Linked DNA regions of Ovis canadensis: region 2 is linked to region 1. Evidence: chromatin contacts called from public Hi-C data. All regions are on one chromosome and are shown on one strand. Each heading gives the region's core, a stretch centred on a gene start, on an enhancer-like site or on the middle of the called end of the contact. The rest is flanking DNA. Distances are from core to core; before and after follow the strand shown.

Region 1 (5,133 bases), core at 1,655-4,154:
TTGGGACTCCTCCCACACTGCCTGAACCTCTCCTTCAGCACAGGGCACTGACTGCTCTGTGTTGTCGCATACATGTTCTCACACGTAAGCCTTGTTCCTACAGCTACATTATAAGCTCGAGAAGCAGGAACTCTTGTTTTGTAGCTTCTCAGATCTACCTGACACACATCTTGCCTTGCCTAAGGCACAGAGAAATATAAATGTGTGTTGCATGAAGGTTAAATTCCACACATTTTGAAAGCAAATTTTAGAAGGACTTGCTCGACTGAGCTGTTTTCCCTACCTACAGCGCTTAGGATTCTGAATTGGAACTGTCCAAACGCCAAAAGTCTATTATTATGGGAGCAGGAACTTTGTCCTGTTCACTGCTGCAACCCCAGCAGAGTGAGCCTGACACATAGCAGTCATTTAATCAAATGCTGACTGAACAAGTGACTGGCTTCTCCCTTGCTGTCCTCTGGAGCTGCTGTCAGGACCTGAATTCTGCCAGGTCAGGGCAGGTTGGGCAGGGCTGCTGGTCCTCGAGAGGATGACGCAGCCATGCCCTGTGCGTGTGGTGACGCCCAGCTGTCCTGCGCTTGCTCACCGCAGCGTGCCCGTCCTCGTCGTACTGCCGCAGCTGCCCCAGGAACTCCAGGTGCTTCTTCTCCTCCTCCAGCTGAGCCACAGCCTGTTCGCTGCGCTGGAGCCGCTGCTGGGTGCCGGCCAGCTCGTCCCGGAGCCACTGGTTCTCCTGGCAGAGCCGCCGGACCTGTGCCCGCAGCTTCTGTTTCTCCGACTCCACTGTGCTCAGGTGGTTGGCCAAAGCCAGCATCACCTAGGTGGGAACATCCTGTGAGTGCTGGGATCCGGCTAGGAGAGTTGAGGGGTAGGCGGGAGGGGAGCCAGCAAGACTCGGAGGTAGGGTGGGGTAGTGATGAGTCTACCTTCCAAATATACCCTGAATCAAATTTCTCACCACTTCCAGGGCCAGCCTGGGCCAAACCACTATCAATTCCCACCTGGATTATGGTAATTGCCTCCTCACTGGTCTCCTTGTTTCTTCCCCTGTCCCCCTAGAGTCTGTTCTCAACCCTGCAGCCAGATGACAATCTTTTCAAAATGTTAGACCACATCACTCCTTGGGTCAACACATTCCAATAGCTTCCATCTCACTCACAGTAAAAGCCGAGTCCTTATGATGGCCTACAATTCCACGTGATCTGCCCCCACCCCAATTGCCTCTTCATTTTCTATTTTGCTTCCCCACATTCACAGTCCAGCAGCCACGCGAGCCTTTCACTGAACTCACCAGAAAGGCTCCAGGTCGGAGCCTTTGCACGGTGCTTCGGATGTTCTTCCCCCATTTATTGTATCACTCGTTCCTCAGTCTTCAATTCTTTGCTCAAATGACACCTTTCCAGCGAGGCTCCTATTGGCCGCCCTATCTAAAACTGCATCCTCTCCCCGTACACTCCAACCCCCTTCCTTGCTTGATTTTTATCCTTTTGTCCTTAATGATTATCACTCTGGCATACTGAATCATTTATTTATTTGTCTAAAGCCTGCCTCTCCCAGCTAGAATGTAAGCTCCAAGATGGCCAAGATTTATGGTTGTTCTTGTTCAGTGATGTGTCTGGAGAGTAGTGTCTGGCACGTGGTAGAGACTTAATACATATTTATTGGGTGAAAGAATTCAAGCCACTAGGACAAGAGTATCCCAAATGACCCCCAAGCTCCAATCAGACAACTGCTCCTCCATCTACCCGGGGCCACTTGGTACCACCTCCTCCTGCTCACCTGAGCCTCACTCAGCCCCAGCTCTATGTTTTCCATGGAACGGCGCAGCTGCCGGGCCTTCTCATGAACCAGGCCTTCTTCATGGCCACCCTGCTGCAGACACTCGATGGTCTGGGAGAGGCTTTGCAGCACAGCCTGGTGTTCACTGTGGAGAGCTTCTAGCCCCTGGCTCACCAGACGGGTGCTCCCCAGGATCTCCTCTTGGCTGAGACGGTGCCCTGCAGGCTCATCCCGCTGTCCCAACACCAGGCCTGACATCCTGGTCAGGGGACCTTGCCTGGGCTACAGAGAAACAACAGAGCTCAGCTGGGGTAAAGATTAGGAAAGAGTGGCTGTGTGCCTTGATTAGAGGGCAGTAGGGATCCAAGTGAAGGGACAAGAGACCATAGCAGGGGTGGGGGTAGGGGGACCCTAAAGTTTAATTGGAGGGAGAGTGACCAGTGAGCAGACAGCCTATAACAACACTAGACACAAAGCTAAGGTTGTGGGAAAGACAGAGGGAAAGGAATTGACTTGAAAGAAGAAAAACTGTAGAAAGAACAAAGGTGCAGAGAAGCAGCAGGGATTTAGAATTAACACAATTTTTTAAAAAAAAGGACCTGGAGAAGAGAGAGTCTGGGTTAGGAAAAGGAATCAGGAAAGGAGAGACAGCACCATAGAGAACACAGCAGGTGTCTGATAGAGCTGCAAAGCGAATGGAGTTAAAGCAGGCAGAAGGTATACAGAAAATACTGCAGTGTTTTCCAAAAAGGGGAAGGAATAAGTTTCAAAGTTAAATCAAGACAGAGAGGGAGACGAAAAAGAGAGGGGCTTTCATCGCAGGACCCAGATGAGAGGGGCCTAGAGGCTCAAGGTGTTCAGGCTGAGTCACCCGCGGGGCTAAGCCCAGCATCTCCATGCCTGGTCAGCTCTGTTTCTTCCAGGCTGTCTTCCTACTTCCTCAAAAGGGCCTTGCTTCTCTTCTTTGAAGTCTTCTTACCTGTATAGAGCCCTTGGTTGTGGCGTTCAGGCAGGAGCCCGGAAGAAACTCAGTTCAAGCAGCCAGGGACTCAGAAGGATCTGCCCGGCCCAAAGTCCAGAAGTCCAGCGTTTCCACCCCTTCCCTCACCACTTCACAGCCACCCAGAGGACCTGGCATGGAGCCCCACCCAGGACAAACGCCCTCCCTCCCTTGCCTACAGGTCTTCAAAGACGGCCAACGGCCTTCCTCCTTCCCCAAGCCAACCTCCCACTCCAAGCCTGGGGAGCTATTTTCTCCCAAGAAGGGAGTGAGATTTAATCCGAGACCTGCGGCAAGGGGCGTGTCTGGGAACGGGTGAGAAGGAAGACCTGGTCACTCCTAGCCCAGTCACTTCTATGGCTTTGTGTCTATTATGACCACATACTAACAGAGTCTGAGAGGAGTCACCTTAGGGTGCCTCCCAGAAGCCCGATGATGCAGGGAAAAATGGCAGGTCCGTGAGCGGCTGCGGGATCGCAGCGAAACGCGGCGCTGGGAGTTGATCTCCCGGGCGTGGGACTGCGGTGAAGTGTCCCAGGCTGTTGACCTGCCGAGGCCCAGGGTGGGGATAGAGAGAAATGGGCCGGCAGAAGATGCGGGTGGGCGACCGAGGTCCACGCCGCGGGAAAAGACGTGGGGCCTGACGATCCCGAGGTTACTGAGTCAGTCGCTAGCACAGGGGGCGGGGCAGGCCGTCTGTCCGTCTGTCTGGATGCCGAGGGGCGGGAAGAATCGTGGGGGGCGGAGTTTTTGAGTCTGGAGTTCTGTGAGTTCAGTCGGAGGGGTTCATTTTTTCATCTCTCCGGGAGTGCAGCAAAGACGTAGCGGGACCTCAACTCTCAGCCCCAGAGGTACCCTCAAAGACTCACCCGCAGTCTGGTCTGGCTGCCGCTCCTGCCGGTACTGCCCCTTTAAATCTATCATGGCTGCCGCTCGAGGCAATTGTTTTGACGGCTCCGAGGGGCGGGACCTGTTTCCTAGTCACGCGACCCAAGAGTTGCTCCGGGATTGGCTATACTATGCTCTGGAAGGAAAGGAGATGTGTGTCTAGCTTTGTGTCGGGTTCTCGGCCCGCCTCTTTTTACGTCATGTTGGAGCGACGGCACGGGGACCTGTTAGTGTCATCCGGCAGCGCCAGGCGGCCAGGCTAAAGGTGATGGTGGAGTCCTGAGCACGCCTGAGTCTGGCCAAACTCATGGCCCTGCGGGCAGTGACCCGCGCTCTTGGCTCACTGAGCCTGACCCCCCGGATTGCCGCCGTCCCCTGCCCAAGCCTGCTCCCGGCCGCCCAGGTAATCCATCTTACCCGGGAATGTAGTTTCCACTCCGGCTGCTGGAGAGGGGCCTCCAGGAGAATCGAGGTGGGAAATGAGAGTCTGATTTGGAGTCACATCGGCCCGTGACCTTTAATAAGTCACGCTCAGCCTCAGCTTTCTCCTTCCTAAGTGTTTCTATCTCCCAGGGTCACACAAACGAGATATTGGAGGTGAAGTGATTTGTAGACAAAAGTACAAGTTTCAGTAACTTACATTTATTGTCTTCTTATAAGCCAAGCATAATAAACGTTTTAAATAAGTGAATTCCTTTTTACCATTTGCAGTTATTATCAGTTCCAGTTTACGTACGAGAACACATCAGTGGTCAAGGTCATACACCAACCATTGGAGCTAGGCAATCTGGCTTCAAAGCCCGGACTCTTAACCATTATTATAACTATTAAGGATGAGTTACTACTGAGATTATGGAATTAAGGTCAAGGTAACCGAGAATTGGAAACTAACATGAAGATATCACGAAGTTCCTAAGGGTGTCGACTTTAAAAATGCATGGCATGAGAGTTGAAATGTGAGGACTGCAGCCCAGGAGATAGCACCTCAGATAGCTCTGAGAAACTGCTCCAGAGAGGCAGAAGGGAAGGACAGTATGTATGTGATTTTGGTAAAGGGGGAGTGGGCTGCAATCAAGCACAGTTTTTTAAAAATGTTTCTGCTGGTTTCATGAAGCTTCTGCTAGTCACAAGAAACAGTTGTCACCATGAAGAATTTTATTGTTTTTCTTGATAAGAGATAAAAGAATTGGGCTCATAAAAATCAGCTCCCGAGAATATCTAACTATCTGAAGATCTGTCATGCCAGGTTTTTGGGAACACAGGTGCCTCATTTCTGCTGTCCATCCTGAGCTCCATCAGAGGGTGTTGGAGGTCAGCAACTGCCGCAGCACATGATTTAATCCTTGTAGAGGTAGATGGCAAACACCCATGGCAAGTGCCAATTTGTTGACATGGGTAACTAGTGATACAGAAAAGTTAATCTTACCATCTCTGGACCTTTCAGACTGATGGTAGAGTTTGGCAGA
Region 2 (4,749 bases), core at 796-3,295, 51 kb before region 1:
GTTCAGCTCTGGCCGGGGCCAGGAGGGCACCCTCATAGAAAGGGGCCCTGCAACCAAAGGTGGACCAAACAAAGGGGCGGGTGAAGGGCCTGGGAGAGCAACAGATGGGCGGGAGAGGCAGAGGGCAGGGCCGGGCAGGTGGCACGATTGCCGCACAGGAATAACACACTGGGCTTTGTTCCTGGCCTGCGTGGGCGCCCAGCTGGGGCCCGGAGCTTCGGGGCCCGGAACACCCGCTGCGGGGGGCGGGGGGGGGAGTGTGGGTGATGGCACAGAGGGGGTTGTGCCGCCCCTCCAGGGAGGGGAAACAGACCACCTGGGGCTGCTACGTGAAGAAGCAGGCTCTGCCTCTGGCCAAACCGGGCCCGCAAGGGCTGGAAGGGAGAGACTAATGGGGTCCTGCCTACCCCTTCCCAAACCACTGGAGCCCCTTCCAAGTCCCTGGGCATGGAAGGGGGAGTGGTTCTTTAGGCCACAAGAACCAGTCTCCTCATAAAGTCAGTGTCAAGGAGACTTCCCCGGTGGTCCTTGGGACTCTGCCTTCCCAATCTGGAGGGCCTGGGTTCCATCTCTGGTCAGGGAAATGGATCCCGCCTGCCTCAGCTAAGACCCAGAACAGCCAAATAAATTTTAAAAAATGTTTTTTAATGTGAGCATCAAGACAAGTCCAGGATCCCCCAGGGCTAGGTCCAGAGGAGGGGCTGCCCCTGATGTTGGTCCATCTCACAACATTCTAAAGGGACCAGCGTGCAAGACACACAGCGCTGAAAGGAGCCGGGCGCTCCCCCATTACTTCTCAGCAGGTTCCTGCCGGCTCCCTGGATGGGGTAATTCTCCACCACGCTGGGCTATCCCATCCTCTGCCAATCAGCAAAGCTGCCCCCAGTCACCCTCACAACCCAAACACCCCCACTAGCTTCCAAACACTGCACTGGAGTGCGGTCCCTGCCCTCCCTGAGTAAGCTGGATGAGTCAACTGAGGTCCAGAGAGATGAAGGGATTTGCTCAAGTTCAAACAGCTCGTTTGTGGCAGAGCCGGGACCGTGACCCAAGGAGCCCGCCTCCATACCCACACCACACTCTTCCCAGCCCTGCCCAAGAACTCCAAATCAGTCTTGGAAATATCTGAGCCCAGAATGGGTCTCACTCCCTGCAGCCAGGTACAGAGAGAGACACATCTCCCACAGATAACACCAAGCTCACAAAGGTGCTTAGTGAACACCGGCTGAATGGAGGTAACCTCAAAGGAGTGCGGGGCGAGAGCTGGCAGGCACAGAAGCATCCGGAACACTTCCTGACAGCCACTCCTGACACAGATAGGCAGCCTCGGGCGGAGGCCCCAGTGGGCCTCTGTGCACATGACTCATTCAAATCTGGGGACCTTCAACCCAGAACTACAGATGCTCATCAAAGACGGAGAGAGTTTATCTGCCTCCAAGTGTAGACGACCCCCACTTTCCCGTTCAGCCTCTCCAGACACAGTGGGGACCAGGAGGCTCACCCACCCACAGGAGGTTAGCTGTAAGGGTTTGCTGTCAGATCCGACTCAACCCTGACAGCCACATTCGGTGAGCCTGACCTTGTGCAAGGAACACAGTGGGAAGCCCAGCTTTCTCTCACCCTCTCGTGACTCGCAAATGCAGTGATTTCTTGTGCAATGCCTTGGATGAGCCCACTCAGCAGGCAGCTACCGTCATCCTAACCATCATCACGCTTCCTGCCCAAAGATGCAAGTTCTAGGGATGTTATAAAGCTCCCCCCATGCAAGGCCCAATGCCCTCCCAGACCCCAGATGGGAAGCAGCTGCCACCGCGGGCAAGTTCTGAATGGATCGTCAGGTCGGGGGGTGAGGTGGAGGGAAAGGGGCTGCGAGGGTGCAGGAAGCACAGACCCCTTGCCACAGAAACCCGAGTTGGGAGAGATGGCATGACTCAGAGGGACCCCAGCTCAGCCTCCATCCAGCATCCCGTCCCCCTCTTGCACTGGCGGAACTGTGGTGAGATACTGCATTCCCAGACTGCCACTCAGAGCCCCCCGCACCCCCTCGACAGGGCCTGGGGAACATCAAAGCTAGCCCCGAGGGGCCCTGTGTCCTGACGTCAGCTCACAGCAGGTCCTGGTTACTGCTTGGCGGGGGCAGGCTTCAGATGTTACAGAAGGCAGGGAGGGCAGCCACCAGGCCTCCTCTAAGACCCTGGCCCCTGCTCTGAGCTCACATCCTGACCACTGGGCTCCCCACACCAGAGACCGGCTCGGAGCCTCAACACCCACTTCACTGAGAAGACATTGCGAGGGGCACCCAGTCCGGCCATCTCACCGTCTGCAGGACAGGCTGGTCTGATCTTTTGTAGGGGGAAACGGGCAGACCGAGGAGGGTTTGGGGAAGTAGGAGCTCTTTGAAAGCTTCGGCTGAACAATGGAAGAGGAGGAGGAAGGCTTTGGGGGGATCGAGGTGGTACAGTCCCTAGCACAATCCTGACTTTAGGATGTCCCAGCGCTGTGGTCTGGAGAAAGTCTGTGAGGAAAGTGTACCAGTCCTGGGCCTCTCAAAGCTGCCCCCCTTTCACAGCCTGGCCCTCCGTGCTCTGGCCCACGTGACCCTTGAGGTGGCCATTCAGCAGAGCAGCTTCGACTCCCTAGCAACGCCACCTCCACTGGCCTCTCTGGACCTTCTCCCTTGCCATGAAACGAGAACCCCACTCCTAGCACTCGGGCCGCATGAGACTAAGTGGATTCATAAATGAAAAGCCCACAGCATGGCCCAGAGCGCCCGGAGGGCACAGGGCGGGCTCAAGAACACCGCCCACCACCAAAACTGGCAGACAGAGCCATCTGCCCACACCAGGCACGACCCCAACGAAGCTGGAGCTGCAAATACCCAATAAGGACATTTTCCAAGCCATTTCCTTGGCTCCCCAACAGCCATCTATATGCAGACACTCACTCTGCCTGGGCCCTGGCCCCAGCCCCTCGAGAAAGGGCTGGGTGGGCAGTGGCCCAACTCCGGCTCCCCACCCCCCAGCAAGCATCTGGTTTGGTGCCTGCCCTCCTTGCTGCTCTCTGGGCCCCAGGCCCAGTCGACCCATGTGTGTATACGTGTGCATGAGTGCGCACACATATGTGTAAACATGATTTTATGGAGAGCAGAGAGCAGCAGGAAGTTTTTCTGCTCTGAAGTAATTTCAGCTACTTCGGTCCAAGGATCTATCTGGGCCACTCAATGACCCATCTCCCAGGGGCTAGTCCTCCTGGTCTCGAAAAGACATCCCTGGGCTCTAGAGGTCCTGTGAGTGCACGCGTGCTCCACTGCTTCAGTCGTGTCCGACTCTGTGCAACCCTAAGGACTGCAGCCTGCCAGGCTCCTCTCTCCATGGGATTCTCCAGGCAAGAATACTGGAATGGGTTGCCGTGCCCTCCCCCAGGAGATCTTCCTGACCCAGGGATCCAACCCGGGTCTTCTGCACTGCAGGCAGATTCTTTACTGTCTGAGCCACTAGGGAAACCCTAGCACCCACCAAACCTGACCCCAGGGGATTCCATCTACCTTCTCTCCCTCCTAGTAAGAAGTGCCATCCTTCACACAGCTGTCTTGGGGCCAGGCAGAGGCACCAACATGACCCTGGCTGGCCCCGGGCCAGGCATCTTGCACGGGGGTGCGTGTGATCATGACTGTGACCTCTCCCACACACGAGGCTGACCCCTCCACACCTAAGACTCAGTCCCTGGCTCCAGGCCCCACACCCCTGTGGGACATCCTCCCAGGGGGACCTAGAGAGCCCTAACCAAGGAAGCTCATATTGTGCCGTATGGACCCAAGGGAGATGTCTGCCAACTTCCTGTGCCCCACCTGGGGCGACAGCATCAGGACACAGGCCAGGAGAGGCAGCCCTCAACCCAAGGGGCACAAGGGCTCCGTGCCAGGAAAGACAGCAGCCCCCAGGCCCCCTCACCCACAGGAGGACAGCCCTGCTCACAGGTCCCCTCCATCCAGAAACCCTAAGGGCACCAAGGGAGAGGCCCCAGGGGTACCAAGGTCTCTACCCAACTCCTTCCCGAGGGGCCAATGCACCCAGCCCCTCGGATTTGAGGGGTCTCACTGATGCACTTTCAGCTGCTCCAGGCTACCCCCAGGGCCCTTGGCTCACAGGCATGAGTCATTGGTGGGGTGGGGGGCATGGAGGGGGTTTACAAATCAGTGTCTGCAGGAAAAAGTTATTTGCAGCAGTCCAACTCGTCTTCCCAGTTCCCCCGGGGCCGGCAGGAACACACTACACCGCAGCGGGGTTTGTGAATCTGGGGGGTCTGGAGTGTCCCCATCCACCACCACCAATACCCACCAGCAACCCTGTTTAAGGACACACCCTAGAACCTCAGAGTTCAGAGGGTCGCTGAGGATCCACCTCGGCTGACTCCAAGACCCAGAGGCAGATCACAGGGCTCCAGCCCCGTCCCATCTCCCCAGAGTCTACAAAAGGCCCAAGGTTCGCCAGCAGCCCCCAGTCCTCCACAGGCCACCACAGCCCTTGCTCGGAGCCACGTGGGAAGGAGCAGAGCCAGGGAACCAGCTGAGTTTTCCTGTCCTGGGATTTAACTGTAAATATCTGGAGAGGCTCCCACATCCGGATTAGAGAAATGGAGCAAACTCACCAGGGATTAGGGCAGAAACAACCCAGCGGGCCAGCGCTTCTACCTTAGATGAAAGCCACACCTCAGTCCTCCCCTGCCTGTTCCTCTGAGGCCCTGGAGCGG

The links. Hi-C and Micro-C count contacts between places; a contact is called where the count stands out from the background.
Region 2: a Hi-C map of lung shows a contact between it and region 1, with 2.5 times the contacts expected there. The contact joins the enhancer-like site here to the promoter of MRPL2 in region 1. A contact is called at or near these places in 2 of 2 Hi-C or Micro-C datasets (fibroblasts and lung).

The regions. Positions count from the first base shown.
Region 1 is chr20:31,758,507-31,763,639 of ARS-UI_OviCan_v2, reverse strand. MRPL2 (mitochondrial ribosomal protein L2) reads left to right here and starts at 2,904. Exons shown (of 7, transcript XM_069564528.1): 1 at 2,904-3,094. KLC4 (kinesin light chain 4) reads right to left here and starts at 3,805. Exons shown (of 16, transcript XM_069564522.1): 1 at 3,649-3,805; 2 at 1,780-2,061; 3 at 587-817. The coding sequence starts at 2,037.
Region 2 is chr20:31,808,742-31,813,490 of ARS-UI_OviCan_v2, reverse strand. The region is part of intron 1 of PTK7 (protein tyrosine kinase 7 (inactive)); the gene reads right to left. Among named protein-coding and RNA genes, the nearest start is that of SRF, 33 kb to the left of the region's middle. Within about 2 kb of position 2,045, the one cell type or tissue checked has open chromatin away from gene starts, as enhancers often do. A contact at or near this core is called in fibroblasts, where this site is marked.